Regions from separate parts of the Zea mays genome. Here region 2 is linked to region 1. The links are chromatin contacts, called in public Hi-C maps. All regions are on one chromosome and are shown on one strand. The core of a region is the stretch at or near the end of the contact, and the rest is flanking DNA. Distances in the headings are between cores, read along the strand shown. Region 1 holds the start of LOC100285224 (heterogeneous nuclear ribonucleoprotein 27C). Region 2 holds the start of LOC103650763.

What was found. A called contact is a pair of places that touch in the nucleus more often than the background predicts.
Region 2: a Hi-C map of leaf shows a contact between it and region 1, with 8 times the contacts expected there. The contact joins the promoter of LOC103650763 here to the promoter of LOC100285224 in region 1. A contact is called at or near these places in 3 of 25 Hi-C or Micro-C datasets (ear, leaf and tassel).

The regions. Positions count from the first base shown.
Region 1 is chr3:153,421,285-153,427,523 of Zm-B73-REFERENCE-NAM-5.0, forward strand. It overlaps LOC100285224 (heterogeneous nuclear ribonucleoprotein 27C), which reads left to right and starts at 1,838. Exons shown (of 14, transcript NM_001291626.1): 1 at 1,838-2,003; 2 at 2,839-3,042; 3 at 3,133-3,222; 4 at 3,620-3,685; 5 at 3,845-3,910; 6 at 4,026-4,114; 7 at 4,195-4,240; 8 at 5,114-5,168; 9 at 5,654-5,730; 10 at 5,916-6,054; 11 at 6,145-6,239. The coding sequence starts at 3,025.
Region 2 is chr3:153,730,319-153,736,127 of Zm-B73-REFERENCE-NAM-5.0, forward strand. LOC103650763 reads left to right here and starts at 2,918. Exons shown (of 17, transcript XM_008676336.4): 1 at 2,918-3,156; 2 at 3,305-3,369; 3 at 4,916-5,428; 4 at 5,678-5,809. The coding sequence starts at 5,031.

The sequences.
Region 1 (6,239 bases), core at 588-3,087:
GTATTGCTACGACTAGCGCGAGGACACGTGTCATCTGAAAGGCAAGTTGGTACCTGGAATCTCAAGTGCCAGGCAAGTTGTGCCCTTGACCACTTTTTACCCAATAATGTTCTTTAATATCATTTATCCATGCATAGGTTAATTTTGATGGGACCCAATAGGTCACCCTAGATTGTTTATCTCATTACCTTGTTTACCCCTTAATCACTTGGATAGTTTTGCTATTGCTTTACATGGTTTTGGGATAATCATTTATTATATCTATGTTCCAATTCTTTTGTTATTCTATTTATGTTCATATCAAGATCATTAATGTTAATTGGAACATAGAGCTTAACTTGAGAAACACGTGCCACCACAAGGGTTTATGGACGCCCTTGGCTGATTAATTAGGAAAGCTAGTGGAAGACTACCTTACCCGAAAGGGGCAAGGGCAGTAGGGGAGTTGCATGCAAGGAGGTTCTCGGGTTGATTTAGCTGCGATGGCGGTCGGACGGGAGATTCTTGCAAGTGCTCTTCCCATAAACTGTAGCGGGTTTTCGGAAGCTAGTGGAACTTTGTAAAGGCCTCGTAGTGGATCCCCAGCCATTCACCTCGGTAGTGTCTAAGGGCCTAGCTAACCCTGGCGACATGGGATACACGACTTGTGGGTAAATGGTACAACCTCTGCAGAGTGTAAAACTGGTATACTAGCCGAGCTCACGGTCACGAGCAGCTCAGGACTCTCTGATGATTAATTTATGGAACCTAAATTCAATTTTGTCATTTGCATATGCATGGGTTTATTATTAATTTGTTCTATTACTTTATTTAAGGTTTGGTATTTACTTACACTTAGTAACTGCTAATAAAAGTTTGACCAACATTAAAAGCAATGCTCAGCTTTAACCATTCTCTTTGATAAGCCTTACACTCCATGAGCTCCCACCTTTGGTGAGTTCATGTCACATTATTCCCCACGACTTGTTGAGCGATGAACGTATGTGAGCTCACTCTTGCTGTCTCACACCCCCACAGGAGAAGAGCAGGTGGTTCAGGAGGAGCCACAAGGCGAGGAGTTTGATCTGATCTAGGTGGCGTTTCTCAGTTGACATTGGCGCCAACGATCCTTAGTTTGTTTTATCTTTATTATTTTATTTTGTAATAAGTCTTCCGCTATGTAATAAATACTCTGATGGTTTATGACATTTATCTCTATATACTCTGTTATTATATATGTTGTCTTCTTGGCGCATGTATGAGATGCATCTGGCTTTGTTCCTTAAAGCCGGGTGTGACAGTGCCGTGTGCTGAGCCGCCCGTCCGACAGTCGATGTGCAAGCGATCAACCTTCCTAACGAATGGAAATTCCTGAATGGGATAGTCACAAAACCCTAACGGACAGAAATTCCTGAATGGAGAAAGCATGGTGGAAGATGGTAGGTAATACCTCTAGCGAGCAGCAAGTGGGGATGGAGGCGCACGCCGCCGTGTCTTTTCCCCCAAACAGTTCTTTATATGAAGGTCTAGAATGCTCCTGAAGATAGAGTCCAACAACCGACCATATACGAAGAAGGCTCGCGGTGATGAGTTGTTTCCGTGGTCGTCGAAATAAAATCTTGCGGCTGAGATAAGGCAGGATGACGTGGAACAACCACAAGCAAGATATGCTCCCACGGTTAATATATATAGAATAGAAAATAGCTGAAACATTTTTTTTTTCCAATGTCGCTATATCACCCTGGAACAAGCAGACCTGGCTTTAATGGGCCTCCGTTTGACCGACTGGGCCTGCAAGAGCCTATCTACGGCGATGACGACTGAAGCGGAACGGCGCGGATCCAAAGCTATTGCCCAGCCCTGGAGTCTGACGACCTCGTTTCCCTGCTGTCTCGCCTCTCTTTCGGTTCTCACGGCGACGACTGGGCGAGCGCCGCCTCCCCTCCCTCGCTCCGTGAGGTCCTCGCCGGCGACGAGTGCCGCCGCCCGTTTCCATGTTTTTTCCGCCGATTAGTGTCCACCAGGTACGCCTCTGTCACTCTCCCCTTCCCTTCCTGCTGCGCGGAACTGAAGACCCCAAACCCTAATGCGAGTTATCTCTATTCGGATCTGCCCCAATTGCGAGTATACACATGGCGCCTGCTAACTTCGAGTTTTCGCAAACTTATCGGGTGTACACGTGTCCTATGCTGTGTCCGCCCCTTGCTACTACAACGTGTTTATGATTCTGGCGCGGCTAATTTTCTAAAAAAATAAAATAAAATTGGGGTCTCAGTTCCACTTCCATCCCCCATGCTCCATGCCAAGCCTTCCATGACAGAGGTTGTTGGTTGTGTTGGCACGGGTGACTCATCCGGAATTGGGATTTTGCCCTGGGGGATAGTTTCTGAAAACTATCTGCGTTTAGTGTAAGAACTATGTGCTTAGGTCCTGAGAGATCAATTTGGCCTTGGGCATGAGCCCAAAATCTGCGGACCATGACACTGTATGGCCATCACCCACTTGACTTATTGTTGGATATTAACTAGCTTTATTATCTCAGTGGAGCTGGATAGAGAGATAGGTTCCAGTGCCAGGCAATACAATGTTTCTGCTTCAGAGCAGCATATATTTCGTAGACATTATCAATATTACCGCTGTTCTCTCCCTTTGCATTATGATTTTGTTGCCATCGTTTATTGTATACCCAGTTAACCATCATTGAACAGCATTTATATTATTGCTCATTTTCTGTTTCGTCCCCAGCTGTCGAGCTCAGATACACATCCTGCTTATCCAGCTGTTATTTGAATCTTATATCTTGCCATTGACTGGTTATGTGGCCATGAGACACTTTTACTAAATCATACCAACTTTCAGATCTAGTGAAGGCTGGTAACTTGACGCAAGGTGTTCAAGAAATTTAAGCCACACACTCTTCATCATAGGCCCAGGCAATATTTGTGTTAATCTCAGGGACCTCCAGTAGATTGCTGAGAGTTATCCTTGATACAGGGGAATATAGACACAGAATTTTTTGAACATTGATCTGTAGCCAGTGCTGCAATGGCTACAAAGCTTGTGGTAACTTACCAACTCTTCTTTCCTTTGTAAGATTCTATACATGAATGCCACACTTGAGGGATAATGAGGATGCACAATTAATGCACCTAGGTTCTCGGTATCCCCTGGGATGTTGACACTGAAGGGTTACGAGAGTACATGGCCAAGTTTGGACCCCTAGATGATTGTGTCGTCATGAAGGTTTGCCATAATTTCACATTTTATATTGAATATCAGATGCTACTGTTTTGTGTTTGCTTACCCTTAATTTTGTGTCGTTTTTAATTCATGAAGTACTTGATCCTTTTTATTTCAATAATTCGGGAAACTATTGGTTATTTATTTTCTCCAAGAATAGTTTGCTTAAGAAAAGAAAATTATTTGTGGCAATATGCCTGTGTGAGTCCTGTTAGTTTTTTTCTTATATATATTTGACGGACTCGAGGTTTACAATTTTATTTTTAATTATTTGCTGTTCAATATCAGTTGATTACTAGTTCGTTTTTTGAACATTGGCATGCAACTATCAACATTTTTGTGTATTTATTTTCTGTGCATGCTTATTTACCTCCATGTTTCTTGCATACCAAAATAACAGGAGCGGTCTTCTGGGCGATCTCGTGGGTTTGGCTATGTAACATTCGCATCAGCCGACGATGCAAAGGTTGTAAAATAATGAAGATAACTTTTCATTTTCTCCATGCATGATATTGCATAATAAATTCTGTGTATAGTTCAATCTTTAACTTAAATCCATATGCAGCTGCCTTATAGTGCCTAATTCAGATTAGTTTTCTGATTCACTGCATTATTATTCTTTCAGAATGTTCTTGATTGCGAGCATGTTCTTGGGAGCCGTACATTAGAAGTGAAGATAGCTACTCCAAAGGTAAATAACATACAAAAACTTACCTTTTCTTTCTGTATTTTCATCTGGTCTGCCTCACCGATAAGTGTCCAGATGCAGTTGGTATTGATTATGGTGTAATTTTCTCTTAACACAGGAAGAAATGAAATCACAAGGAACAAAGAAAGCTACAAGGATATTTGTTGCTCGAATTCCACAGTCAGTGGACGAGTCGATGTTTCGTAGGTCAGCTAGAGGTTTACTGCCTTTTCTTCATTATCTATATCCCTACTGGGCTTGTTTAAACTGGATTGCTTTACTAACAGGCATTTTGAAGCTTTTGGAGAAATTCTTGATCTTTACATGCCAAAGGTTAGAAAAATTAAAACATGGTTTGCATGGAACACTGCATCTGGTTTCCTTCAATTAGTGATAGTACTGTTTCATAATGTTCATAATGCTGCTATGCTATTTGATCTCTTTGATGTTATGATCCTGGATTATAAGGGTGAACACCACAATGAAGCTAGTCAGGCGGAGTCAGCTAGGAGGATCCTAGACTATTGGGGTACCTGGGATTAATTCTACATTGCTTGATTCAAAGTAGATGCCCCCCACGTCCAGAGATAAGGATTAGTAGAGAGGTTTGATGGGCTGGCCCTCTGGCCACCCATAAAACTCTTCCTATATAATTTACAAAAGCATTAACTAAGGGGATATTCTATAATGCCATCATTTATTGCCTAAGAGAGTTGTGAGACACCACATCTTAATCTGGATTTTAATAACCAAAGTGCCTTTAAATGAACCATACATGGTTTACATTAGTGGGCTAGTGGCTAAAGGATTTAACATGCTATCTTAAGCAAAAATGTATGTTTAATAGAAAGTCACTGGATGATGTTTCTAACTTGTGTACAGCGATTTTTGGGGTTCTCTTGATTTCTATAAGCCTTGTTGGCCTCCATCTGTGTACCAATCTTGGACTATGGAGAATGCCAGGGAAGATTAGGGTAGGGTAGAATTTGTACCATCTTAATATCAGTGTTTGAATAGGACAGACCTTGTACTTATTACCAGCATTAAGATCCTAGTGCAAAAACTCTGTTTTGCATGAGTACTTTGCTTCATTACTATGAAAGCAATGTCATGTAGCATTAATGGTTATGTGGCATTACATGTTTGGGGTAAATTAGAGGTGGATATGACAATGATTTTACTAAAATTTGCGCTCCACACTCACAGGAACATGGTTCAAAGGGGCATCGTGGAATTGGGTTTATCACGTTTCAGAGTGCAGGTACGCTTACGGATGTTTTCCAGCTCATTTAGATGTGAAGAGATTTTTTCGGTTGAGTTGAGGGGGCGGGTCACAACAGCAGAACAGCTTTAACAGGATTGGAATGATATTAGCAGTTATGATGTACTAGTTGTCTTATTTTTGCCAACCAGTACAGAGTTAGCGCTGTCTAGTGATTTACAAGATCATGTTCTTGTCGTGGATTGTTCTTTATATGATCTATTTTTATGTTGTTATTGATTGCACTTGTGGAGAACTGTTACACATTTCTTTCTCTGTGTTATTTCTCATTTTGCTTGCATTTTATGTATTAGGATTTGGGATATGATTCTAGTCGTGACAATTCTTGCACAAGTTATTTATTGTTCTGCTGATTGTTTTTAATAAAAGTTGTCTATATGTTCATTCTCCTGAGCCATTTTTAAATTCCTGCATCATTTTCCTTTTACATTATTCTAATTATAATTTTAACTGCAATTAAATAGAGTCTGTGGACAGCATCATGCAAGAGTCACATGAGCTTGATGGCACAACAGTAGTTGTTGATCGCGCGACTCCGAAGGTACTTTGCTCTTCTGGAATAGAACTGAATTGTGGTCAGATCCATATACTAGCTTGTAGGTTGAACTAGTTTATTTAGTGATGTATCTGTGATTTTTAGGGTATTGTGTTACTCTAGAATACTGGATCACTTACTATTTTAGTTGCTTAAGTATTTATAATTGCCTGAAAATATGTTTGCATCAGGAGGAAGATGTAAGATACCCCCCGAGTAGACCATCTCAGGGTGGCTATGGTGCATATAACGCTTACATTTCAGCTGCTACCAGGTATGCAACTTTGGGTGCACCAACACTGTATGATCATCCTGGATCAGCCTATGGAAGTAAGTCTTTGATCTGTTATAGTTTTTTTTGTCAGACTTGAAACTTTTCTACAAGACTTGGTATTTCACTGTTTGGCTTTCATCATTCAGGAGGGTACTATGGATCCTCTCAAGCAGTGGGCAAGAAGATATTTGTTGGTAGACTTCCACAAGAAGCAAACACGGATGACCTAAGACATTACTTT
Region 2 (5,809 bases), core at 1,668-4,167, 310 kb after region 1:
TACAAACTATATCTTGCTCAGAAACTATTTCTTAGCAATTATTCAACATAATCGTTCCACATAGCTTGCGCAATTTGATTCCTTCTATTATTCCCTGCACGTCGACGTCCATTTAGTGATAACACATCATCTTGGCATTCCTCATCTCCTTTTGGGACACCCACTATCTCAATATGAATGAATTGAATACCATTCTAATTTAGCCATTGATAGAACTATTATTATTCCATATGAAGTTGTGGATAACACAAGAAGCAAGTACAATATCTCTCTGTGCATCAATAGGGTAGTAAGATGCACATTTCAATATAGAAAACATATCTTTAGAACACTAATATGTGTTGTTCAACATGGTTACAGAGTTGTGCATGTCTTATATTAAATAATTTATTTGTATTACTTGGTCTTTGATTACTCCCCCTTGTTCATGTAAATGATACCATACATTACGGTATGGATCAATAAATTTCGGAGTGTTAGCATAACATGCTTCACTAGATAAAATTTCCCAAACGGAACATAAAAACCATGAACTAGTGCATCTTGCAATACCCGAGCATTCGAAGCTGATCCTTCACATTCAACACTGACATGCACAAATTAACACTTGAAGTCACATGCAACTATTACATTTTGTTACAAATCAGCCTTTCTAGTTTATATTGCGGTATGAATCTTGCAAACTAGGAGAAATAATGATAGATACATGAGTACCATTAATAACTCCAATGCAGTTCTAAAAGTGTGATGTTAGTAACAATAGTACACAAGCAGATAACATATAAAAACTTTACTAAAACTACCTTAAAATATGATACAAACTTAGGATTGCTAGAAATATGGATTGGAGTGTGAACAGTGGAAGTTGTATCGACTTTGATAACAATGAAACAATGACCTTAAGAATAGAATCGGAATACCGACTTACAGTCTCACCACTATGCTAAAATCGTTCTTGGACTAAACGATTACTTGCATTTGTTGGCAGGTAGAATAGAAACATTGCGAATTGTTCTCCAATTGAAGTTAACTTCTCTACCATTTATGAGGGCATTGCTATCATAAAGTACTTATATAAGCTTGTAAAAATTCCTTCTCCATGTGAAATTCTCTCCTAACCTAGCTTTATGCCCTCGTAGGAGTTTTTCAACATGTTTCTTTCTCGTAAGAATGGAAGTGTGGATAGGTGTACGTAGTACGCTCATGAGAAGAACCACTACCTAGCCATCGCTCTACAATCTCCATTTCTTCTTCATCTTTTCTCTTCCTACAAAAAATATCCATATCTCTTTTGTTGCCTTCATCACAATCTGTTGTGGTCCTTAGTTACAACACACACAATACGACAAGGAGGACATAAAGAAAGAGAGTTGGATTTCTCTTTTTCATTGGTCTAGTCAATGTTTGTGAAACTTATCCAGTTAAAGATCATAAACTATATTCAACAGTAGGGAAGCTTAGCCACAATCCGAATTCAACGAGGACATAAAATATGTTTTCTTACATGTTTTAAATTTGAATGTTACACTTTTACATCTATGAAATATGGTTGTTTTTTTATTTCAAGAATAACAACAGGTTCTAGAGCATCAAACCATGACAGCTAGATGTAGTTAGGATGTTTTGGTCTTTTTAATTCATTGTGATTTAAATATAATTTATGATATGGTCCAATATGAGACTTCTGTTTTGTATAAGACTTATTGTAAAAAATACCCCCTCTTTTTTTATATTTGTAGCATTTTAGTTAAAAACAAACTAGCGGGCGACAAATATTTAAAAACGAAGGGAGTACTATCTCTTCAAACAATCTTATGGATTCTAAAACTGTGGTATTGAATACTTGGTTATGACATTGCACTCAAAATAGTGTGTGGTATTGAATACTTGGTTATGACATTGCACTCTAAATAGTGTGGTATAAAAAACCATGCTTCCAATTACACCTTATTGTAGTGCACTAGTTGTATGTACATAGAATGAATGAAAAGAGTAAAAGAGAACAAGAAAATTGATCGGAGTCAGAATAGTTAATAGAGAACACAAGAAGCATTAGGATATGTACAACCTTGAGACCTTGGATCGGTTTTTAAAATATAAGGGTCTGTTTGGGAGGGCTTTACTTTAAAAACTTTGGATCATTCTAGCTTCTGTCACTAAACAGGTCTAGCTTCACGAGCTCTAGCTCTGAGAAAAAATGAAACTAGAGGCCACCTTCATGGAATTCATGAAGTTCCTCAGATAGTGCTTCACAAACACTGTTTTCATACCTCTTTATAAAGTTGAAATTACCCACCACATCACTGGTTAAACAACACAACGCTTCGCTTCGATCTCTCGTGACATCCACTAATCATCAAGGGTAATAAAGAAAACTCACACATATCGATTGTATTACAGAAGTTGGAGTCTATGTGCAAACCAAACACTCATTGAACCCACTTTAACAAATTTATTAGAGTTGTTTTATGGTGAAGCCGAAAAACCAAAGCAAAATTTTTTAAAGTGAAACTCTCCTAAACAGGCCCTAAGAGACAATTAACCGTTTGGTTCACATATTGGTAATATAATGGGTAACCCATAAAGTTAAATCATGTTTGTTTAAGTCCAACCGTAATCGATATCATACTACAAATGGATATCGCCTTATTCAAATTTATTACCACCGGTATTCGAGCGTGAATCGTTAACATTAACATTTACATTACATTTGGTGAACTAAACAGCACCTAAGAGACCGTAAGATACAATGTTAAGCCATTGGATCATAAATATAATTGAAAGATAATATGCATAGAGAATCGTGTAGAGACAAGTTTTTATTGTATTTTTTATTTAAAACTATAAAGAAATTATAAGATACCCGATAATTATTAATAGGTTGTACATGCCCTAAATGTAAAAATTCCAACAAGTATATTTGGCCAACTGTTCACGGTTCTTCACCAGTTGCGTTCGTCGTTCCCGTTCTCCTCCTCGTATCCCCTGGTCCGTACGTCGTGGCCACCGGCGCCGCCTAGCTCGCACCGCCGACAGCGTCTCAGACTAGATCGCGCCTCCCCCTCCCAAATCGGGTTCCAGTCGGGCTCCCGCAACCGCCGCCGTCTACACCAGGTGCCGAGGCCGATCTTTTCGTCGGCAAAGATCGCCGAGCAGGTATTCCCACCCCTTTCTCTTCCCTGTTTGCTGTGCGAAACCGAGTTCGCAAACTACCTCAAGCTATTTGGCTATTCGATGCCTAGTAAGTTCTAACTTTTGCGAAAATTATTGGGTGTACATGTGTACACCCATGTCCCTCTACTAGATCTGCCCCTGGCCGTCGCCCTACACCAGGTGCCGATATCTTCGCCAGCGAAGAGCGCCCAGCAGGTATTCTCACCCCTTCTCTTCCCTACCTGATGTGCGAAACCGAGTTCCCAAACTACCTCAAGCTATTTGGCCATTCGATGCCTAGTAACTTTTAACTTCTCTCGAAAGTTATTGTGTACATGTGGACACCCATGTCTTTCTATTAGATCCGACCCCCGGTTTGGGGTTGCTCTGAGAAAAAATCTAGCAGCCAGCAAGATGCAACATAAGAATGGTTTCAGGGCTGCATATAACATTAGGAAGCCCTAAATTACGTAATAGTAGCTGAGTGTGGATGTCAATTAGCAGAATTAGTGAAAAACTAGGCACAATTGTAGGCTGAAAATTCTAAGAACCCCTTTTACTAAAATTCATGCTACTAAACAGAAATGGAGCAGTTTCTATCACATTTTTCCTGTATGATCCCTACCTCTCTTGTGTTACTAGGGGTAACTCTGAATACACAATGATCATGTAGTATATACTTCTATTGAGCCATTTTCTAAATTAGAAATGCCAGTGTGTTGACCATTCCTCACCTGAGTTTGATATGTGTCTTTCTATTCCTAATTTGAATTCATGCTTCTATTCATGAATGATAATAAGTACTTATTTGGATCAGTACTTGTAGTAATAACATATATCTGTCTTCCTAGTTTCACCATGATTTGTTGATCCACCGGAGGTACATTTGGATTGAGCACTAGAACAGGCCAGTTGTTAGTAGCATAAAGTTAGTTATTTGTTTGGTTCTCTCTGAACTAGCAATTAGCTGTCAGTTTGCAAACTTTCGTGGTGGATATGCAGAGGGACTTTTGACTTTGTTTATTTAAGACATAAAGTAACATATGTTGTAGCTTTTAACTTATTTCTACCCCCCTGTACTAACCTAGCAAAAAAGGATATATTTTTCCAATGCTACCACATTCTGTCTATGAACTATTTGATAAATGCACACAATCTGCTAAAAGAAACCGAATGTCACGGCTGCTTTGCTTATATATGCCTATGTAAAGCAATTAAGTTGTATAATTCTACTGAGGCTAGTTTCACGAATGCAGCAGTATGTTACTAAATGCATCCATCTATATCTATATTTCACGACACTACAATTATGATCACCACTGTATGGAAAACAGCAGGGTTGGTCAATGCCTCACGGAGCTGCTTGCACAACTTGCATCCTTCTATATTTCATGCAGCGTTGGTCATAATTGTTAAGAGTTATGGAATTTTGATGGATGCATTTAGTTTTATAGTGCTGCATTGGCATATTAGAATGGATTCAGTTTATTTTTGCAGATTGCATGCATTAATCAAGTAGTTCATAGTTAGAAGGTGGCAGTATTGGGAAAACAATTTTTTGCTAGGTTAGTAGACAAAAAAGGAATAAATTAAGCTATAACATCTGACACCTTATGTTAAATGTGAATGCTGGTACAAATTTTATGAAAGTTTTTTTTGTCTGAAAGCTAGCTTTTACTTCTTAGTTTTGGACATGTTGTATGCTGTGTAATTGAATAGTTGGAATGACATAAATAAATCATTTTCAAGTTTGTATTGACAGGTACAGTGATTTGGGATTCTATACTACCTAGCTTTATGATTGCAAGACCTGGTTATTTTCACCTGAGGTTGTGTTCAACATGTTAGTGGCATGAAAATTGCCTCAATTGGGGGCAATGGCATCTAGTACAAAATCAGATTTAGTGTCTGGTAGCCCTGATGGGCATGGATACTTCAATGCACAACGTGGGTCCTATGCAGCTGCTTCATTGGAAAGGTCAGGAAGCTTCCGTGAAGGCGGTGATGGCTATGCGATGTTTTCAGCATCAAACTCATCAAGGTCAGCGGCAGTGAACTCTATCAATCTAGTTCAGTCACTTGCACTGGACTTGAGACCGGCAACTGTGGATCACAAAACATCTCGGTTAGATCTAAAGAAATCAATAAGTTCCATTTTTGGAACCTCTGCAGAAGATTCAACATCACTTCCATCTCTAGGGAGAAATTTACCAAATGCTATCGAAGAGATCAGACGTATGAGGAGTAATCTTAACGACAATTCAAATAAGGCCAGGTATTATTTCATTAGTTACTTTGTTCTTTTGCGATGAACTTATCTGATGAAACGGGGTAGCAGATACTTGAATGTAATATCAATTTTACAAAGAAACACAACTTTTATCAACACAAGATTTTATAATGATGCTGTTTTTACCTTCTGGGGAAAGTTGTATGGGGAAAGTTTTCCAGTATATGGTGATATTTATGTGGGGTATAAATTATGTGCTCCTGTCTAATTGTCCACTGTGGAATTCTCTTGCAGGGAAAGATCTAGAGCTTTTGGTGGTGCTATGGCGAAGATTGATAAACTTTGTCCCAATATTGTGCGAAAACGTTCTCGAGGAGACAGTTCATCTAATGAACGATCTAGTGTGTTATCATCTGGAGGAGTTAC